Linked DNA regions of Gossypium hirsutum: all the other regions are linked to region 2. A link is a contact called in public Hi-C data. All regions are on one chromosome and are shown on one strand. The core of a region is the stretch at or near the end of the contact, and the rest is flanking DNA. Distances in the headings are between cores, read along the strand shown. Region 1 holds the start of LOC107903704. Region 2 holds the start of LOC107903693. Region 3 holds the start of LOC107903703.

The links. A called contact is a pair of places that touch in the nucleus more often than the background predicts.
Region 1: a Hi-C map of leaf shows a contact between it and region 2, with 2.1 times the contacts expected there. The contact joins the promoter of LOC107903704 here to the promoter of LOC107903693 in region 2. A contact is called at or near these places in 2 of 34 Hi-C or Micro-C datasets (both in leaf).
Region 3: a contact with region 2 is called in a Hi-C map of leaf, with 2.2 times the contacts expected there. The contact joins the promoter of LOC107903703 here to the promoter of LOC107903693 in region 2. A contact is called at or near these places in 2 of 34 Hi-C or Micro-C datasets (both in leaf).

Annotation. Positions count from the first base shown.
Region 1 is chrD05:47,311,025-47,313,724 of Gossypium_hirsutum_v2.1, forward strand. It overlaps LOC107903704, which reads right to left and starts at 1,359. Exons shown (of 2, transcript XM_016829846.2): 1 at 633-1,359. The coding sequence starts at 1,288.
Region 2 is chrD05:48,005,780-48,008,662 of Gossypium_hirsutum_v2.1, forward strand. LOC107903693 reads right to left here and starts at 1,278. Exons shown (of 7, transcript XM_016829836.2): 1 at 637-1,278; 2 at 40-180. The coding sequence starts at 963. LOC107903691 (probable galacturonosyltransferase-like 9) reads right to left here. Exons shown (of 1, transcript XM_016829835.2): 1 at 2,411-2,883. The coding sequence ends at 2,547.
Region 3 is chrD05:47,399,390-47,402,089 of Gossypium_hirsutum_v2.1, forward strand. It overlaps LOC107903703, which reads left to right and starts at 1,425. Exons shown (of 3, transcript XM_016829844.2): 1 at 1,425-2,222; 2 at 2,305-2,432. The coding sequence starts at 1,949.

The sequences.
Region 1 (2,700 bases), core at 109-2,608, 690 kb before region 2:
GGGTGATCGGAAGGGTGCAGGACCCTCTATGTTGCCCACGTAGAGTCTTTTGAATCTATCACATGTTAGGCCCGAGTGGTAGGTATAACAGAATATAACCTCTAACCATATAAATCTTAAAAAGACTAGAATATAACCATTTCAAACACATATCATATATGATACTCACCCGAATTAACCAAACATAGGTCCTAATTTTAAAGCCAAGGAAAAGCTTTTCCAAATATATTTCCATCAATGAAATATCAGAGGAAGAAGAAGCTGACAAAGGAAGAACTCAACCTAGAATGAGAGCATATTGACTACAGGAACCGCTTCTTATTCCTAAAATGGCTTAAACATTACATATTCTAAGTTTTCCACTTAGTAATTAACCTGCTAGTGATCTTGACTCTGCTAAGTTTGTAGCACTACTATTAATGTAATGAAAACTCAACTTGGAATGAGAACAAATATCTTAGTTATTACTTATTACCCATCAGATGACTTTTAACATTACAATTCTTACATTGTCTCTTATTTAGTTGTCAACCTATAGAAAATCTTGATCACACAAAAGCCAATCAGGATACAATTTAACAAGCCATTATTAGATTCCACTAATATCCAACAAATAAGGAAATAACTATTACCTTCTAAGCTGCTTTGTAACAGTCATGTTACAGATATATGGTGAATTCTTGGGAGGTATAGGTGTAGGAGGAGAAGCATTAGCACCCCTTTTATCAAAGCAAACTTCAACGGTCCCAGCAAGTTCATTTCCTTTTTCTCCACCTTTGTCTCTATAAAACCCAACAAGAGTCACCGCATGTGGCATCACAGCTCTTCTCTCAATCAAATACTGTTTCACCAAAAACCTCAACAAAGCCCCATATCCCAAAGGCATCAACATTGACTCTGCGAATGACTCAGCTAACAACCCAGCAGTCAAATCCATCTCCTCGTTCCTCATTACCCGAACCCACAACGACCCAGATTCCAATTCTTGGAGATAAACAAAAGACTCCAAGGCTTTGAGCTTTTCAAGCTCCTCATTGGACAAAAAACGGCTTCCCCTAAATGGGTCATCTAGAAAGGAGTAGTACTGAGATGGAGTGACAGAGTTGGGGGAGGAAGAAGGGAAAGAACATCTGCAATTGCATTGGTGGAGTCTTTGGAGAGAAAGAAGAGGGTTCCTAGATGAGAGAAAGGGAGGAGTTTTGGTGGGATTAAGGTGAATATGGAAGTGTTGACGTTGGCTAGGATCTAAGTAAAGAAACGGTGAAAGTGCTGCTGCCGCTGCTGCCATAGAAATAGGATAGCTTTGGTTTAAAAACAGGTTTGATTGATGTATTTACGATTTTATTGGTTTTCTTAATTAAAAAAAAAAAACCTTGTAGATTTTGAATTTATTTATTTAATCCTTTGGTTTAAATTAACAGTCACACGCTTCGAAAACAAATTTATGCTTAGTAAAACAAATATGGAAGGGTTAAATTCTGCTATTAGTCCCTGTGCTTTACGAAAGTTGTGCATTTAGTCTTTGTATTTTAATTTGGTCATTTTCAATCCGTATTTTTTAAAATTATAAAATTTCAGCCCTCGCTAAATGATAATTTTTATTTTCATTAAGTTATGCTATTTTTAAAAACTTATTCTGAAAACACATTATTTATGTATAATGCTATATCATCTTTATTATTCTCACATATTACTCGTTGGAAATCTAATTAATAGATTAACGACTATCATTTTCATCTTTCCGTCATGACTGGAATTTCAAGGTTCGAAAAATATATGATTTTAGAATGATCAAATTAGAGAATATGGACTAAATTTACAAGCATACGCATAGTAAAGGACTAATAATTGAATTTAATCAAATGTATTTAACTGCTATTATTTGAGTCAGGGTTAAAATTTTAAATTTTGAAAAAATACAAGAACTAAAATTAATCAAATTAAAATATAATGACTAATTCTATAATTTTTATAAAGTACAAGAACTAATAGTAAAAATTACCCATATGAAATATATCTTGATTTGAAAGGAATAGTAGCTTGATATTTTTTATTCTCTCCTAAGTTTTGATACTTGCTCAAATTTTGCTACTCTCACGTAATTTTTTGGTAATTTCTCATAATTTTTTAGTACTTCAAAATTTTTTATATGTTCTCGTCATTTGTTATTGCTTTCAGGTTGTGGCATGAGAAATTAATTTTTGATGGTAAAAAGACATTATTTTGCATCTTAATAAAATTTATTATATATACTAATAAATACAAAATATTGAAAATTAATAAATAAAGCAAGAGGAATCAATATTTAGTATTCCTCATAATATTTGGTACTTATATTTCCTCATAATTTTTAATTAAACTCTTAATTTTTTTTATGCTTTTAAAATTAAGTTTTGATCTAGAAAATCAATTTTCGATCTAAGAAATATTATTTTTGCATATTGATAAAAATTATTAATTTTACATACTAATAAATTTATTTATATATAAGGATAAATTAACAAATATTGAATATTAAATAAATAACGTAAATTTTTAATATAAACCAAAATTAAAAAATTCTAAAATAATAAATACACCTCATATAATAAATATCAAGAAAAGCTGAAGTGATTAAATGCACTCGATTAAATACAAAAGAACAACTAATTTTCAATATATGTAAACAGAGCTAGGGGTTCGCAGGGCCCAACCTACCTC
Region 2 (2,883 bases), core at 28-2,527:
TTTCAGCAATACTCAAAGACCAACTTAATCGAAACATACATATTCCAATTCAGCAGCTTCTTCCCAAGAATCAAATTTCAATGTGTGCTCTCGAGCAGAAAAGTAGTAATCCCAAGTAATCCTATAAGGTGTTGCAAAGACATAAAGATCCATACAAGTCCAGCTGTGCGCTTCAGATGTCTGTAAAAGAAAATTTTTACAGTTCAAGCGAAAATCAGAAAGCCAAAATTAACCATAGTATGTAAAATAATCACCCTCGTCTCTGAACCAAGACTAAAGAGAAGAGATACCGACCAGAATTTCAATTTGGGGTTTTTAGTCTACTAAGGAAAATTAAAGGATTTCAAGTTTAAATAAACAACTTAAAGTTGCTAAAACTTATTCAAATACCAGCACCTATAGTCTACTAAACATAAACAAGTAGCCTTAAATAAACTCCATAACTCATAACTAGGAAGAAACACAAAGGAAATTGATTCAAGTGAATATTCTAAAGCAACTAAACTAAATGTAATTAAACTCAAACAACAACAATAAACTGAGGATTAATGACACGAAAATAAGTAACTAACTTGTCAATAAAGAGGCTTCAATTACAGCCACGGTCATAATGATCAACAGGTCAAAAATACGAACCGTGAGGTGAAGCACACCACCGCCCAATCCCGAATCGTCGCGATCGCTATTGGTGAACTCGAGACGAGCCTCGTTTCCATGAAAGCAAGATCCTTTCCAATCAATTGAGCCATTGTTCGGGGTCACGGAGCCGACAAAAGCCGGCAACAAGTCAACGGCGGAATGAAGAGTGTTCAAGACCGGCCAAGATACCTGGTGCGGAAGCACCGGGAGAACATCACTGACCCTAAAGGGGACTTTGAAAGCTTGACCGAAATCAACGCCAAACCCTAACCCTAAAACACAGAAAAATAAGGATAAGAGGAAAGGATTGAAGAATCGAGGCATGGGAAAGAAAGAAGGGATGATGGGGATGGGGTTGGGGTTGGGGTTGGGATTGGGATTGGGATTGGGATTGAGGATGGCAGAGAGATAGAGAGATGAAATTTGCCCTAAAATTTGAGAGCCATTAGAGTTGGATATTGAGGGAGAAAGGTCCGTTTTGGTGGTTGGGGGAATTATTGAGGTAGCATTTTAACTTTGACTTTTGTTTTGGTTGACGACGATGAGGAATAAGGAGAAACGGGATCCGTTTCGTTTTACCCACGGTTTTACGCTAACGTGGCGAAAGGATATAAGAACCTTTACAAACAATAACAAAATATCCTAAATCGATTTCCAAACGGAATTTTCATTATTTGTTTTTTTCTTCTTTTTGCCGTTTCCTATTTCCAGCCTGAAAATACGAATTTTGAGCATTATCTCAACTTTTCTTTATACTATTTTTTATAATTAATTGCAATTAGATTGATTTTATTTATTAATAAAAAACATATTAGGATAATTTTTTATTTATGAAAATATGAATATCATTATCAAAAATCTATGCTTACATAAAAAGTCTTAAGTGTAATGAGTGAAAGGTTAAGATAGGTCGAGTAACTTGTCCAAGTCCGAAGATTTTTTCGAAAAGTTAAGAGGTAGGTTTGAAAAATTAGTTTGACAAAAAAAAAAGCTCATTTCTAAATGCGACAGATCTCGAGCAAAATTTTTTGGCTCAAATCCGACCCCATTCGAATCACATGGATATATTTTTTGTAATTTTAATTTGTTGAAAAAGATTTATTTTAATATTTTTAAAATTTTTAGTGTTTTATATTTTTTTAATTTCATTTTTATATAAAAAAATTATTACGGTCGGATCGGGTCGAGTCGAATTCGGATTTAACATTTTTAATATAAATCGGATATAAATAAAATTTTAAGCTTATTTTTTAGACCGAATCTATTGAACTTAGACCTAAAAAATAAGCCTAAAATTTTGCATCAACCCTAGTTAGAATCATAATTATTAAACCAAAAACTAGTACTACCGCCATTCCTAAGTCCTTGGTTTTACTAGAGTCAATATGTTTGGCTTTCATTCCCTTCAATTTGTTCTGATATCCCAATTAACTTTGCAAATATTGTTTGGTAATTTGTATTGATTGTGTCAATATCTTATTGCCTGAAAAAAAAAAGATTTATTGAGATTTAGGAGGCCGGACTAGTAGATGAAGATGGGTTCAATCACATTGACTCGTTTCTTGAAATACCCAAACTGAAATCCATATGACTATTCCATCTTCCCCAGCGCATTAGGGTCCGTGCAAACCTATTAGCCTCCCATCTGTACCTAATTTTCCAAGAAACCATTCATTCGATGAAATCCAAGAAAGGAAATGCTTTGAATTAGAAAAGCTCTGATTTTCTTCAATTTTCCTTTTCACCCAAGAAAAGCTGCAGGAAATTGAAATTCAGAAATCCGAGAAAAATTCAAAGGGAAACTAAGGAGGTAGGGTTATTCATCTCTCGCTCAGTTCGATTATGTACAACAAACAAATATAAATCACGAAAATCACCATTGTTTCTAGAAGTGAAAAAATGAGAAATCAAAACAAATAACTGGGGTATTCAAAGAAATTGGCAAAAGCAGAAGGAAAAGATTGGTGTTTGATTAAATTCCCTTTGTAAAGATCATAGGATTCCCAAATATGATCAAGAGGGCATGGGCTTCCACCATCCAGTCGAACCCATGGCTTCCCTTTCCCACTCCAATGCAACAAGCTGACCGGACCCGGATGCAACGAACGACATGAACCTCGTATATTGTCCCCTCCAAGCCCATGTTGGTTCCATCTATGATCAATGCCTTCTACATTCCCAGCAAATACCAGCAAATAGGGTGGCAATGAGCCCAACTCGTATATCTTTTTTTTCCTTTGTATT
Region 3 (2,700 bases), core at 175-2,674, 610 kb before region 2:
AAAATATTGACCAATTATATCTAACCACGTCAATATATATCTATATATGTTATTTTTCTAATTTTATAATTTTATAGTAATATTTATATTAATATTAATTAAAAATAATTATATTAATATTAACAGAAATTCCTAATTTTGAATTTTTTTAATATTTGATTGCTTTTTATGGATTCAAATAATGCAAAATTCAATAATATTCAAAGTTAAATAATATTTAATTACTTCTCAGAGTAGATTCAAAGTGGATAGGAACTATCCTTTGAGTATTCATTATCTGAATGCAACTTTATATTTTATGAATAACAAAACGATATCATAATTTGTTTTATTTAAAAAATTATTTTTGAAATACTTTTTTATTTAATAAATTCATTTTTAATAAATTTAATTATTTTTCAAAAAATGTTATTTAAAATAGATTTAATTTAAATTTAAATTTAAAATGGATAATAAATACTAAAAAAGTCTATTACACATGTATGTGTCAACGAGTTAGAACTTTAGTCTAGCAAACCGCGTGACCTTAAATAATTTCCTACTATTGAAAAATGAGAATTCTCGCAGAAATCTTTTAAGGTACTGAAGCAAAGTGCAAGCAAACTCGAAAGAGAAATAAGCCATGAACGAACAAAAAAGTCACAAGAAAAATAACGTACACCAACTGTTTGACTAAATTCTCTAAAAAATATTCTATTACTTTGAAGGTTTACAACTGAGTGAGTACAAATGAAGGGGAAGATCTTTATTTATAGTTGAACTCTCTCAAATCTAATGGTACAATTGAGTTACATCAACGATCGAGATTAGAGCCCATCTACAAGATGAGAGTATTAAGGGATTTAAACTCTATACATCTTTATTCCTTATGATTTACAATAGTAACTCTAGTTTTACTAGAGTGTTTCATTGGTCACCAATGCTTAAAGTAGATGGGTTTCTCCATATATACCAATGAGTTAAGCCAATTCAATCGGGTCAAATGAGCCCCATTGAATTAGCTGACCTCCATGAGTTTCTCCATATCTACCATTACTAGAGTGTTTCGCATACAATATATAATGAAACGTATGATTTGAAACTAATTAATCATAATAACGCATGAAATATGTACGATATTAAAATAAATAAATTAGAATAAATTGTAAGTAATACGAAATTTAAACACAAATACATCATATTAACAATATTAAATACACTACAATTTTGTTATCATGATGTTGTATAAAGTTGATAGAGATAACAAATTATGCATATTAACATAAAAATGAATAAAACATATTAAAATAAAACTTTAGTTGAGTGATCTAATTAGTATGAGCTCAAAACCTACCCTATGCATGTTTTTATTATTTTTAAAAATAAAAAAAATTAAAATACTCTCGAATAATATAATTTATTTTAAATAGAAAAATTTAATTTTGTAATAGATATTTATATTTTAAAATGCATATTAAAATTTACCATTCCTAAATTAAAAGAAAAAGGAAATACAAAGGCAGGGTAATTCCTGAGGCGGAGGAGCATAAAAAAGTATAATATGGCGGATAAGGCGGTGGGTTGTCAAATCATTGTCCAGCCAAAGGAACTCCCTCTCACTCACACGCATGCTCACTTGTATTATAATTACTGTAACACAAATTATAATTATGACTTTTAACACTTTGACCCCAACTCCTCACATTTCTCCACGTGTAGCTCATGCCGGCTTTCCATAAAATAATTATAAAATCCTGGTTGTAAATTTTGTGTTGCCGTTTTGGATGTGAATAGTGAGAGGCAAGGCAAGGGTATATAATAAGTTAGTTGGGAAATGAGGAAAGGCCTGCTTGTGCTTGGTTGAGTTGAGTGAGCCTCTTTGTGTAGGGTCGTATTAGAAAGAGACTGCTGCTTACTTAACCTCCTCTTCCCTTCCTTTCCTTATCTTCTTCTTCCTTTTTCAGAATTCATGGGGAATTGCCAAGCCATCGATGCGGCGGCCTTGGTCATTCAGCATCCCTCCGGGAGGCTTGAGAGGTTATATTGGCCCATTCCCGTTAGTGAAGTTATGAAAATGAATCCCGGTCATTACGTTTCTCTCATCATTCCCTTGCCTGTTTCCCAAGAGGAGGAAGCCAACCATCATCAAGATCGAGATACAGTGCGTTTCACCCGTGTTAAGCTCCTCCGCCCCACCGATACTCTTACCCTCGGCCACGCTTATCGCCTTATCACTTCTCAAGGTCTTCTTCACTTTCTTTATTTGCAAGGTTGTCTTTCTTTTATATTGATTTCTCAACTTTCTCTTGTTTCCTGTCCCTGCAGAGGTCATGAAGTTCATGAGAGCCAAGAAATATGCAAAAACCAAAAGGGAATCCATGAAAAAATTGCAGCACCATGGACAAGACAACCTAACTTCAGGAGGAAAGTCTGACGCACACATCACCAACCAAGTATGGCTCTCACTTATCTTTCATATATGTTCTTCCCAACTAAGCAATCTGTGAATATGGGTCCTCAAACACCAGTTACTCGCCATGGGGAACTATAAGCAAAGTATGATAATCATATTGGAAGGATATCATAAATTGATTGTTAAAGTTTCCATCTGCATTAAGATTAGATATAAACTTAACCAGTTTGGAAAACTTTTCATGTTTCATTTGAATCTTTCTTTCTCATTCAATCCTAAAAACTTAGGCGCTTATGTTCTAAACTTTC